Linked DNA regions of Zea mays: regions 2 and 3 are each linked to region 1. A link is a contact called in public Hi-C data. All regions are on one chromosome and are shown on one strand. Each heading gives the region's core, a stretch centred on a gene start, on an enhancer-like site or on the middle of the called end of the contact. The rest is flanking DNA. Distances are from core to core; before and after follow the strand shown. Region 1 holds the start of LOC541990 (Glutathione transferase III(b)). Region 2 has its middle 82 kb from the start of LOC100284002. Region 3 has its middle 73 kb from the start of LOC118476813.

What was found. A called contact is a pair of places that touch in the nucleus more often than the background predicts.
Region 2: a contact with region 1 is called in a Hi-C map of tassel, with 4 times the contacts expected there. The contact joins the enhancer-like site here to the promoter of LOC541990 in region 1. A contact is called at or near these places in 5 of 25 Hi-C or Micro-C datasets (ear, leaf and tassel) and 1 of 3 datasets of contacts at active chromatin or transcription factors (leaf).
Region 3: a Hi-C map of leaf shows a contact between it and region 1, with 7 times the contacts expected there. The contact joins the enhancer-like site here to the promoter of LOC541990 in region 1. A contact is called at or near these places in 4 of 25 Hi-C or Micro-C datasets (bundle sheath, ear and leaf).

Annotation. Positions count from the first base shown.
Region 1 is chr3:157,121,747-157,125,985 of Zm-B73-REFERENCE-NAM-5.0, reverse strand. It overlaps LOC541990 (Glutathione transferase III(b)), which reads right to left and starts at 1,380. Exons shown (of 3, transcript NM_001111641.2): 1 at 1,097-1,380; 2 at 963-1,011; 3 at 1-711. The coding sequence starts at 1,246. The coding sequence ends at 245. LOC100272812 (WD repeat-containing protein domain phosphoinositide-interacting protein 3) reads right to left here. Exons shown (of 4, transcript NM_001147265.2): 2 at 3,549-3,750; 3 at 2,682-2,808; 4 at 2,127-2,589. The coding sequence ends at 2,499.
Region 2 is chr3:157,305,832-157,310,522 of Zm-B73-REFERENCE-NAM-5.0, reverse strand. No RefSeq gene overlaps it. Among protein-coding and RNA genes, the nearest start is that of LOC100284002, 82 kb to the right of the region's middle. Within about 2 kb of position 1,727, at least 17 of the 20 cell types and tissues checked have an H3K27ac peak or open chromatin away from gene starts, as enhancers often do. A contact at or near this core is called in ear, leaf and tassel, where this site is marked.
Region 3 is chr3:157,342,946-157,347,188 of Zm-B73-REFERENCE-NAM-5.0, reverse strand. No RefSeq gene overlaps it. Among protein-coding and RNA genes, the nearest start is that of LOC118476813, 73 kb to the left of the region's middle. Within about 2 kb of position 1,993, at least 11 of the 20 cell types and tissues checked have an H3K27ac peak or open chromatin away from gene starts, as enhancers often do. A contact at or near this core is called in bundle sheath, ear and leaf, where this site is marked.

The sequences.
Region 1 (4,239 bases), core at 131-2,630:
AAGAAGGGAATTACGGTGAAGAAAACGCGTCCATCCAATCCAAGCTTCACAAAAAGATCAGCACTAGTAGGATATGCAAAGACCAACCAAAAGGCAATGAACACACACGAAAGCAACAGTGTTTATTACACAGGCTGTTAACACATGGCGCAGCAGCAAATGCAAGACAGGATGCTGCCTCTTTTATTCGACTCGGGGCTCCGACGCATCCGCGACCCAGGCAACGGCGCAACGCAAGGCGAGGTCAAGCCGAGGAGGAGGGCGGCGGGGGCAAGGGGATGGCGGCGACGGTCTTCTGGAACGCGGGGCGGGCGACGATGGCCTCCCACCAGGCCTTGACGTGGGGGCGGGCGGCGACGAGCCCGGCCTTGGGGGTCTTGCTGAGGTAGAGCAGGTAGGACGCGTGGTTGGCGTCGGCGAGCGTGAACTCGTCCCCGGCGAGGTACTTGTTGCGGGCGAGGTGCGCCTCGTACACGTCGAGCACCTTGGCGAGCTGCTCCGCGTGCTTGTCCACCACCGCCGCGTCGGGGGCGCCGCCCAGGAGCGGCCTCACGAGCAGCTGGAACACCAGCGGCGACGCGTTCGGGTAGAAGTGGTGCGACTCCACCTCTAGCCACACCTCCAGCTTCGCCGCCGACGCCGTCGCGGGGAGCAGGTCCGTGCCCTCCGACGCGTACTTGCTGGCGATGTACCGGTTGATCGCACGGGACTCTGCAACGCGAGATTGCGGTTCTTACACGACACGACAGCTATTGAGTTCTTAGGACAGTTCAGCACAGAAATCCGAGTGGTCAACACAACAGGGATAAGGTTCATTTTTTTAAAAAAAAAAATTGAAAAAAAAATCCAGAGATTACTGCTCCTAGATCTGGATCTAGATCTCGTACGTTATTTAATTTCATAACAATAATCAACCGCGACGAAGAATTATTATCAGTAAAAACAGAGGCGGGGGAGTTTACCGAAGAGGACTTCGTCTCCGTCGACGAGAGCCGGGATCTGGCCGAAAGGCTGTTCGGACGAAAGAGGGAGCCACACAGATCAGGCGCAAGCTAAATTAGCAGAGAGAGAGGAAAGACGCATGAACATGACGCACGTTGAGGGCGAGGAAGTCGGGCTGCTTGTGGGCGCCGGTGGTGAGGTCGACGGGGACGATCTCGAAGTCGAGGCCCTTCTCGTTGAGCACGGTGGCCACGCGCACCACGTTGGGGGACAGCGGCATCCCGTACAGCTTCAGAGGCGCCATCCCTGCTGCTGCTGCTTGGTCAAGTCTCTCGCACGCGTCCAGGCCGCAGTGGATAGGAGTAGAGTGGGAGCGAGTTTCCTTGCCCTCCGTTATCTTCTTCCTTCCTTATTATAGCAGCTGCCAGCTGACGAAGGAGGCGGACGGGCGGGGGCGACAGGGGCAGCCGCGATATATTTAATTGCGCCACCGCAATTTCTAATAAAATGGCGCAAATTGCCGTTGCATTGCATCTCCATGAGGCGGAAGGTAGAAAGGAAATCTGCCTTGGAAATCGAGATGCCGATGGGTTCTCATGTTAAAAATCGGCGCATAGATTACCAGATCTGTTTTCCTGTAGTGTCCCGAAAAGGAGACCCGAAACGAAGCTGCCTTGACGGACGCACGTTATAAATGGAGACGCCAATGGGTTTATCGTGTTAAAAATCGCATTGCCATGTCGATTTCTGATCAAGAAGGCTACGTGTACAAGTTATGTAAGGACCATATTTGGTTTTGTAATTGAGCGATATCCTAGACTAACTGGCAAGATGCTTGCTATGTTTTCTTTTTATATTTAAGTATAGAATGTAAAATATAGACACGTTTCTAGTCCTCCGCAGAGAATTCTGAAGCAGTATATGTATACTGAATCACCCGATTCACCCCGAGATGCAAGGCCAGCAGCGGTGGGGGTAGGTGCAAGGCGTTACGGGCATGGACATTGAGTCATCAGGTCAAGGATAACAAATAAAAGAACGGACGACGTGTGCTGTGTGGTGAAGCGACGAACCGCCAGCCGTGTGGTGGTGGTTGGGGGCTTGGGAGAGCGGATGCGGATGATGATTCGCATGAAGACGAAACATTACTATTATAAGGATCACAGCGCAACCAACCAATCAAACACAAGGACAGAATAGTTAGGCATACCGACAATATTTTATCCTAAAAGGCAAGGGCAAAAAAAAAATACAACGCTAGCCTAACTTATTCACCACGCTAAGACAACATTATTAGGCTACTTTATTTTATTCATGAAATAAATAACGATGCATTCTACTACGTTCGTCTGCAGACGGGTGATTTAGGCCTTCCGCAGAACAAACAGCAGAGCCAACAAGAAATATATATTTACAAATAAACTATTATTATTTTTGCTAAACCCACGAGTCAACGAAGGCACACAAAGATAATGTACAATCCTGGTACCGCGGTAGTGGGCATGAATAGATTGAGGGTGATGCTGACAGTATGTTGCGTTGCTACGGACTAGTGACTACGGTTGATCCGACGGTTTCAGGAAACTGTAGCAATCCAGCTGCAGCATTTCTCCTCCGTTGACTGGATCAAACCGGCATCTGTAGAAGCTGCAAAACCATTGGGGGGAAAGAAGAAATATTTAGATTTAGCTACAGCGCTTATTGTTGTAGAGAGCGAATGTTATGTTCCATGTTATCACCTTCCATCCATGCCAACGACTGCCACAGTATTCTTCTCATGTCCAAATGCAACAATATAGTGTTCACCCTCCTGCAGCCTGAATTGGGCTACTGACCATTCAGAGTGAAAATATTTTGGCAGCACACCTTCCATTGATGGAAAATAAACAATGAAACAAAGCCTGGTTAGAAAGGCAAACAGAAAAAGCAAGCCTGGTTATAAAGGCAAACAGAAACAGCAAGGAGCCCCTTCCATTTTCAGATGGTATCATCCCATGTGACTAGGATATATACTAGAGTAGAGACCATAACTCAACAGTCAGTGTTCGATTCTAAGCTTCCAGCAAGACAATACTCTTTTTTTTTTACATGTCTCATTAGATTTGTCCTAAGTCAAATATCTCTATCTTTAACCATCGATTAAAAAATTGTAGAGGTTAATTTATTATTTATGTTATTAGATCCACTACGAGAAATATTTCCATAATATATAATTTACATGTCGTGGAACTATATGGATTTACCAAAATTGATGGTCAGAATTACAAATGTTTGACTTAGGACAAACCTAATAAGACGAGAGAGAAATCGGAGGGAGTATATCAATAATAGTAAAATATGGACACGTTCAATTCTAAACAAGTGATCTAGGAAAACACTCTGTATTCTTGTAACAATTTGGAATTTGTTAAAATGGGAAATGCAACATATACTGAACCTTTTAAGGTTTATTGTCCAACAAACTAACTCCCAAAGTACAATGTGTAAACTTAGGGAAGACATTTAAGACAAATCACAACTAATAATGAGCTTGTATATTTTGAAACAGAACTTTTCAGGCCTATAAATACCATTTACAGTAAAACCAGGATAGATAGGGAACTTACCCTTAATGAATGAAAGAGAGGGCCTTATGTGAGGAACTTCAGGATCCGGAGAAGGCATAGGCTTGTCATTTGCAGTTGATCCCACATTTATCTTTAAGTTGAAGACATGTATTGTTCCTTTATCACTGGAGACAGCCAAATACTGCAAATCATTCGAGAAAGCCAAGCTATATATTTCTGCTCTATCAGCACCTCTCCTTACCTACAATAGAAGAAAGCAGACACAATTAGTAACCATATCCTCGATAAAAAGTAAGATATTGTAATGTTAAGACTTCCTCACATAATACATTTGTCAAAAGCTTGGGCGGAAGCAAACCCAAAAAGAACGAATAAATCAATGAGCAACAAAGGTTGGTAATAGCTACGCATAGAGATCCATAAGCAGGAATCTTGATCAAGATCAGTCAGAATCAGAACTCAGAAACACCTCACAGTATAAGTTTATATTTTTTTGTTCAAATCTAAATATATTACAAAAACAGGTAGAAGTCAGATCACTCCTCTATTGTAAGTATCACTAAGGGTGTCCCTCATGAGTGTTGAGAATGGGGCAGTTGTGCAGTAGTCATTCAAGAGCTTGCATGCATCACTTTTTTTCTAAAATAGTTCGACCAATTGCAAAACAGCTCCAGATGCCACAATAGAGTCCTCTTCAAGAAAAAACACCTCATCCTCACCATGCTGCAGA
Region 2 (4,691 bases), core at 478-2,977, 180 kb before region 1:
TGGCAGGACATCTCACATCATCACATACAACAACTCGAGGTTAGTGCTTCTGTAAGTCGTCATTCCTTGAGTTATATACCTTCTATTTGAGTTACTATAACATTGGCTTGGAATACTATAGACCCAGCTAGAAACAGAGAGGAGGGAACGTCAGGAGATGGAGGCGAGGATGATGGCGGAGCGGGAGGCCCGCCAGGTAGATTAGCAGAGGATGGCCGAGATGTTCCAGTACATGCAGAGCCTTGGCGCCGCACAGGGTTTCGCTCCACCACCTCCATTGTTCCCTACAGTTGACCCTGCTCTGTTCCATACTCCTATGAGTATCAAAATTGTAGTTAGATGTTGGTAATGCATCTGGTGTAACATATGCAATCTTTTCTCTGTGCAGGGACAATCTGGGGCGGCATCCAACAACCCTCATGGATCGCCCAGCCCATCGCCGCACTAGTCCAGCCGCCCACCGCGATGAGATATTATCTTTCTTAGTGTTGTTGTTCTTTAGACTTATGTTCTTAGATGTTGGTATTGCTTTGTGAGATACTTGAGACTTATGTTCTTGAGTGTTGGATACTTATGTTTATGTCCGAACATGTTGGTAATGCTGTGAGAACTTGTTTGATTTATGGTGTTTGTGAGATATGTGATGTATATGTTATATCTGTGATGATTATGTGATATCTGTGAGGTATTTGTGATATCTTTTGTTTGTTTGGATGAAATAGCAAAAACAAATTAAAATGTGTATACTAACACTCGGCAAAGAGGTAATTTGCCGAGTGTCAGAGCCATAGCACTCGGCAGAGAAGCAACACCTGGACACCGGTAAAGCTTCTTTGCGGAGTGTTGTGGCCCTGGCACTAGGCAAAAAAGCAAGCTTTGCCGAGTGCCACCTAGAGCACTCGGCAAAGAAGCCGACAAAGGGCTCGCGGATAGACCCTTTGTCGAGTGCAGGCTGGTAGACACTCGGCAAAGGTAATTAACTTCTTTGCCGAGTGTCACCTAGAACACTCGGCAAAGGCGCCGTCTCCGTTACCCGGCATCGTGACGGCCGCTTTTTTTTGCCGAGTAGGCGAGTACCGAGTGGCACTCGGCAAAGACTTTGCCGAGTGCCCGATAAAAAGTATTCGACAAAGAAGTCGTTGCCGATATACTATTCGTCGAAATCTTTTTGCCGAGTGTCACACTCGGCAAATGCTTTGCCGAGTGTTTCAGACACTCGGCAAAGCGCTCGATTCCGATAGTGATGTAATGTATTTGAACTGCTAAATGTTGTTAGTGGACTTGTGATAACATTTGTTCCATTTTTTTGTTCAATCGCTGTGACCTAAGCGTGCTTTTATTTGCCAAAAATGTCAAACTGAGCGGATTAAAAGAAGGGTTTAAATTTTGATTTGACCTGTCTGCTCTTTCTAGTTTAGGTCGATAAATCGCGAACTTCGGCCTGACCGGTTTTTGAAGCCCACCGACTTGATGAACCCTGGCCTCAACAACCTCCTACGTGATAACGAAGAAAAGGAGTTAATGGATAACGCGCGAGGAAGCGTTGGGCCATATGTACATGGATGGGTCTGTCCCTGTCGTGCTGGTACCTCTCGTCTCAGCGTGCCAGAGCAGCATATGGTACAGTACGTGTGATCTGTGACATGACGCGCTACACATCCAGCCAGCGAGGGGGCTCGCTCGCGGCGACCGGCCGGGCGCAAGGACGAGGACCACCGCGCCCTGCCCTGCTCTGCTTCATCCGCCTAGCATATGCGCCCCGGCCTAGATGGAGAGTGGTGACCACGCACACGTCCAGAGACACTGCGCCGCGATTAAATTCGGCGACGGCGACTGGTCGAGGTCCTGCCAGCTGTCACGTCAGCGAGGGCGCGGTCACCCGGGGCCCGGGATGCACGGTAGTGGTACTATGATCCCACGGACGACCTCCGATCCGCCGCCCGCGTGTGGCCATCAATGCTCGCCTGGTTCGCCATCGACGCCGACGCCGGCGGGCGCGCGGTCTCCGTCCAGGGTCGCTGATCGGGGCCGGGGTGGTCGGCGTGCACACTGCCACACGGCACCAGAGCGTCGGGTCGCGTGCTGTGCGCGGCTTGCCTTGCCGGCTTGCCGCTAGCGCGCCGTGCTGTGCATGTCATGCATGCGGCATGCCATGCATGGACCGATGAGGGTCTGGCACTGGCAGGGGCGGTTCAGTACTGCTACAGCTACTACGGCCGCCGGCCTCTCTGTCCATTAGGGGGGTTTTGACGTCACTTACGTAGGTGGTGTAGATCGGTACGTGTATAATTGACGTCACAGAGCTCCATCGATCGCGATTTGCATGGGCATGGGACCGCATGCGTGGACCACTGTACCGCTATTGATCAAGAAAGAGGAAATGCCACCCCTTTATGGAAAGAGCACATAACCTAAATTTGTTCGGTGATCTATGTTACGCAGATAGACTTGTTTTACCACCTGATCGACTTGAACAGCTTAATAGAGGAGACAATTGATAGTGGTGTAATACTGTAATGGATGTCACTAGTACACATAAACTATATAGTGCTGGTTCTAAATCTATTTGCATTGTCGGTTTTCCGTACCGTCAGTGATAGGGGCTAGTACAAATCGATATTTTCACTGATGACTATTTTAGAACCGGCAGTGGAAATGATGACAATTTTTTTAAAACAACCGACAATAGAAATACTAATTCCACTGGCGATTTTCTTAACGAACTGTCGGTGGAAATAACATTCATTAGCCGCCAGTGGTACTTTTTCCGTCTTTTTTTTTCAAATTTTCAAACAAAACTGACTTTGATATACATTTGCAAAAACACACGTGCACGTGTGTATAGATAATTAAAGCAACATAGAATTAAATTCTATCATAGATTTATGTTCATCAAAGTTTTGTGTTTACAACCATATATGCATCACACATTCTACACATCAAAGTTTTCACTTAAGCTCTAATAACTATCTCGGCTAAGATTTAGTCTATTAATTTTTGTTAGTATTCTAAACTATGGTCTAGCTAAGGTACCGGTAGCATCATGATATTTTCCTTCACAGGGAATGACCTCTCAATATGAATGTGCATAGACCCTCAATTATGTTGCACAATGCACATTCGGTCATGTGCTCTGTCTTTCCTCGTTGAAATTTTTGTAAAGGAAGTTTATAAACATCAATATTTACACTCGATAATACATTTGTATCTTTAATGACATAAATACATACATGACTATTACTAATAATACCTTTGTCAGGGTTCGTGATGTATCGCCTGTTCTTTCTCATGATACATGACTATTACTAATAATACCTTTGTCAGGGTTCGTGATGTATCGCCCGTTCTTTCTCATGAACTCGCACACATAGAACCCATAGAGCATCGATCCGGTGGTTTCTTGTAGCACTATATAACATGAGATTGGTTCTTTAGTTGCAACATTGTCCTATGTACGTACATGTATGATGTGTATTCATAAATTCACATACTACTGGCCATTTATGATTGATTTGTAGAGGCACGATTTTTTTCGATGCATTGTACTTTCCACCTTGCATCTTAGCTTATAGAATCTAAAAGCCCCATGATCTCAAATAGAATCATCATGATTCTGTCCTCGGGTTATGTGTACATGCCAAAATCCAGTCTTTTCTGACCACATTTACATATTATTAATTTTTTTTTCACTAGAAACTCATGTAGTAATTCATTTAATTGATATAAAATTATAAATGAGCCACAAAAAATGAATTCTATGCTCTAATATGGATAAATACCTTAAATGAGCGTGTGTAGCAGATTGAAACTTAGCCACAAAAAATGAGTGAAGAAAATGAAGAAAATATATTGATCTCAAACTTAGTATACAAGTCCTAACATTAACCAATTCACTAGTAGAAAAGAGCTCATAGCCTGCGGCACCCATAAATTATCACTGGCGGTTTCAGTTATCGCGCGCCAGTAAAAAAAACGAGGTGGGCCCGTCTTGGGAACCGCCAGTGGAAACCTATTTCCACTGGCGGTTATCTTAACACAACCGCCAGTGGAAATAGGATGTTTCCACTGGCGGTTGTGTTAAGATAACCGCCAGTGGAAATCAATTTTCACTGGCGGTTGGTGTTACACAACCGCCAGTGGAAACATCCTATTTCCACTGGCGGGTTGTGTTAAGATAACCGCCAGTGGAAATAGGTTTCCACTGGCGGTTTTTAAAGCCAACCGCCAGTGAACTGTCTGTTATAAATACCCCTCTTCTTCCCCCCGACAGTGAACTGTATGCTCGCAACCAACTTCCATTGGAGGCGATTTTGGAGGTCTAGATTTCACAAAAATATAAGGGGGGAGGTTTTGGTCTTCATTTCTTGGAAGAAGGTGGATAAGAAAGGTTGGTTTATGTTTCTTTGTCAATTTTTGTTCATTCTTGCTCAATTTTAGCCACATTTTGGATCTAGGGGTTTACATGAGAGAGAGAAGAGTATAGCTAGGTTATTTTCTCTATTTCCTCAAATGAGGTTGTTTAAGATGGTCAGTTTTTGTCTATTCCCTCTCCTTTTTCATGTTTAGTTCTCAATTAAGTTTATCCATAACACATATTTAATTGCTTAATGAATGGTGAATGTGTTGTATGGAAGGTTGTTTAATTATGTTTCAATTTTAACTACATTTTGAAACTAGGCTTTCACCATGTG
Region 3 (4,243 bases), core at 744-3,243, 220 kb before region 1:
GAAAGTTCAACCGGGGTTTTTTTCTGGACCTCACTGGTCAAAACCGGTTGAACCGGTCCTAGGGGAGGTTCAACCGGCGTCAGGGTCACCTGACCGGTCTGACCTCCTGACTGGCAGACTGACTGCCAGTCTGACCCGCAGGCGGTTGAACCGGCCCTAGGGGCAGTTCAACCGGTGTCAGGACCTGTTTTTGCAGTCTGACCTGCAGTCTGCCAGTCTGACTGTCAGCCTACCCCAGGCGGTTGAACCGGTCCTAGGGCGGTTCAACCGGTCCTCCACAGCCAAAATCAGTCCAATGGCTAGTTTTGAAGCCCCACCTATATATACTCACTCCTACCTCTCTCCCCACACAAGAGCACGACCCAAACTCCATTTCTAACTTGAAGAACACCTCCCACTCTCTCTCACACATCTCTTGCCTCTCCCATTTCAAATCTTTGGAGAGAAATCTTTGAGTGAGTTTGAGAGCTGCAGTTTTTGTGCTTCATCTCCAAATCTCTCTTGCTCTTCTTCATTCGAGCTTTGGTACTACATCGAGTTGTTTGTGGATTCATTACTCTTGGAGCTTCTAGCTCCTACACGACTAGGTGTCTCTTGTGAGTCTCCAAATCTTGTGGAAGACCATAAGAAAGTTTGTATTACCCACTCGTTTGAGCAAAGATTATTGTGTGGGATTGACCTTTGTAGTCGGCGAAGGGAGGATTAGGGTTGAAAGAGACCCGGCTCTTTTTGGGCGCCTCAACGAGGAAGTAGGGCACCTTTTGTGGTGTGACCGAACCTCGGGATAATTCTTGTGTCTCTTGTGTTCTTGTTCATTGTGTTTGTTTGTGTTCTTCGTTCTCTCACCATTCCGTGAAAGATTTGTTTATATCTTTTTGGTGTGTGGATTTTGAGAAGTGTCGTTCTCAGATCTACTACTTTGAACCCTGTGGATCATTTAGAACATCTCATTTCCAAAGTTAACTAGGTGAATTTCGAGATCAATTCAGTTTTACCCAGTTTGCTTCTAGTTTTTGTTGAAAAAGTTTTAACTTGCCTATTCACCCCCCTCTAGGCAACTTTCAGGTTTCTATTTTTATACAGATCCAAAAATTATGGCAAAAATCGTGGGAGTTTCCATTGCATGTGCGCAAATTACGAACATCATAAATCAAGGAATTGTCTTTCCAATGTGCATGCAGTAAACTGATATACGAACTTCGTGTTTAAGCATAAAATCGTACAGTTTTTGGCGTAAATAATACATGTGGTAGGCATAAAACACAATAATCGAAAAGAAAACTGCGCCGGATCGGAGGATGTCACGCGCGATCATCGCTGCGCGCATCTCGGGCCTTTCGTGACGCCGCTCGCTCGAATATCGTGCCTTATGCGTCGCCGTCGCTACTCGCACGTCGATGGGCATCGCTTGCTCGCCGGCCTTGGAAGTGCCGCCTCCTCGGGACCTCGGGGACGCCGCCGCTTGCCTGCACAAGGGCCCCGCTGTCGCTCGCCCTCTGGATCGGGGAGCCGCCGCCACTACTCCGGATCGAGGAACCTCCGCCACCGCGCATCGAGGTCATGGAGTTGCGGCCACTGGGTGGGGATCCACCGCCGCGCACGCTCTGAGGCAACCGCCGTCGTCGCACGCGGCGTCGCTAATGAATCGGGGTGGAGCGTAAAAAACTGAACCATAGCACTCCGGGGCCTGTTTTATAGACGTCCGAATGTGGTCCGGCTCGACCGGATTACACCGTCCGACCTAGCCTTCCTCTAGTTATTGAAAGCATAGGGCTCCTAATATATAAACTATATATATATATATATATATATATGGTTCCATTTTCTTTTCTAGTAGAGCTAGCATTTTTTTGTGAGAAAAAATGGCGATCGAAGTCCTCGGGCTTAGTAATTGGTTCGATGCGATCGAAGGAATTTTGGGCTTTGGGCTGCCAAACGGCCTGGGCTGGTTCGCACAGCTTTGAACGGAAGAAGACTAGCGACCGGTTTTCAAGACATGTATGGCGGTGCTTCAATGCTGGACGCCGATGACGACCGGGTGTGCGAGTGAGATAGAGAGGCGATAAGGATTCGGTGATTTTTATCTCTCTCCGCTCGTCTTAGAAAAAATGTAACCTCATCCCCTCGGTCGGCGCATCGATCCATCACGTTATTATTCGCATGGAAATTCGACCATATATATTCACCCTTTTTTCCCGTTGGGGAAAAAAGGCTGCCGTATTCCGGCCCAACCAGTTGTTCTCCATCTCCGCATCGGTTCCGGATCCACCACAAGCCGCAGCAGCGTACGGGGATTTATGCTCTCTTTTTCTATTTAATCACCGGTAGTGGTGATATACGAGAAACTTTATATATATGATTTATTCTTTTTGGGCATGCACGGTCTTTTTTTTTCTTTCTGATCATGGATTTATTTCGTGCAATCGTCATACGACCGAATTATCAAAAATCGTATAGAATTTATTTAAAACTCTATAGAAGTATATTATTATTTCCTCTACCAACATATTACATTTCAGGTTCTAATTACTCTCAAGTTAGAAGATAACTTCTGTAAAAGAGAAATTTCTTTCCACCTGCCACCATTGCAAGCAGGGTCATGCCGCTGATGACGATCTCGCGACTTAGAACTAATCATGAGTCACGGGCCGATCCGACCAATCCAACTTGATCTGAACATATTAAGGGGGTGTTTAGCTTTTAGGGACTAATATTTAGTCCCATCATTTTATTCCATTTTAATCTATAAATTGTTAAATATAGAAACTAAAATAGAATTTTAGTTTCTATATTTAGCATTTTTGGAACTAAAATGGAATAAAATGTAGGGACTAAAAATTAGTCCATAGAAACCAAACACCCCCTAAATTTTCTACACTTTGTATGCTACTTGGGAGTGCTTGGTATTCTTAAGGAGGACGCATAGAGCTCCTTTTATAGCCCAAAGAGCCCCCATAGCCGTTGCCCATTCATTCAAAAACTTGCTGAAAATTTGCTTGCTGCGTGGGCACCCGACTGGTCCCATGCGCCATCGAACTGGGTCCTTTAGCCCTCAATTCAGGGTCTAACTGGAGCCTTTCCATAGCTGATGGGCTCCAAACCGGTCTGGTGCGACTTCGGACCGGGTGCCAGCTCGCCGTTGGCCAGCACACGCCGACACGAAGTAGCCGTTGGAGGTCGGTCCGGTACACCACCGAACCGTGAACAAAGAATGTTCGGTGATTTATAAAAATAAAACCCGAGACATCACTCTTAATGTACGGAGGTGGTATAGTGCACCAGGCTGCCTGAAGCCTCATGCTGGCCCCACTGCTCAGTCGGTCAGATGCGCCACTGGACTCCTTCTGTAGACGGTCTGATGCACCCACAACCTGCAATCAGTGTTCGGCTAGGCGACGGTTAGGCGCGCCTAGGCGCTAATCGGTGGGCTGCCGCGTAGCCTAGGGCGTTGTGCGGTGTTTAGGCGGGCGCATCGCCTAGGCGGCGCTCAGCCGCGCCTCCGCGGCGACTTTGCGGCGCGCAGGCGCCGAAGGCGGGCGCGTAGCCGGGCGGCGGGAGCGCGCGGCTATTTTTTAGCGGAAGCGCGCAACGATTTTTAGCGGGAGCGCGCGCCGGGCCGTCCTGCTCCCGCGCGGGAAAATCCACACGCTGCTCCCGCTCGGCCTCCCTCCTCCCCACGCTAATCCACACGCCATTTTTAGCGGAAGCGTGCGCCGGAGGAAGTTCAGCCGCCGGCCTCCCTCCTCCCCGCCGGCCCTGCTTCCTGCCAGTGCCAGTGCTGGAGGAAGTTCAGCCGCTGCACCCCTCCCCGCCGGCCACCCCACTCCCCAAGGTGAGTTCTCCTCCCCCGCCGGCTGCTCCCCTCCCTGCTCATCCCCCTCCACCAGCCGCTCCCCTGCTAACTTGGCCTCCCCTGCTTTCCTCCCCTGCTTTTAGCCTCTAGAGCCTGCGGTGTACAAGAGAAAGGATAATAGCCTGCGGTGTACAAGTGAAAGGATTAAGGATGTCATCAGAAACTGCAGCTGCACCTTCTGAAACTGAAGTAGCTAGAGTGAATCTCCTAAAAAGAAATTCAGATGATGTTGGATGGGAATATGGTGTTCTTGTTGATGCTAACAACAAAGACAAGGTGAAGTGTAAGTTCTGTGACAAGGAGATGAGGGGAGGGATTTATAGGTTGAAGGAGCATCTTGCCCATGTGAAAGGGAAATGTGCCTTTGGGCCATTTCTAAGTATTTTGGTG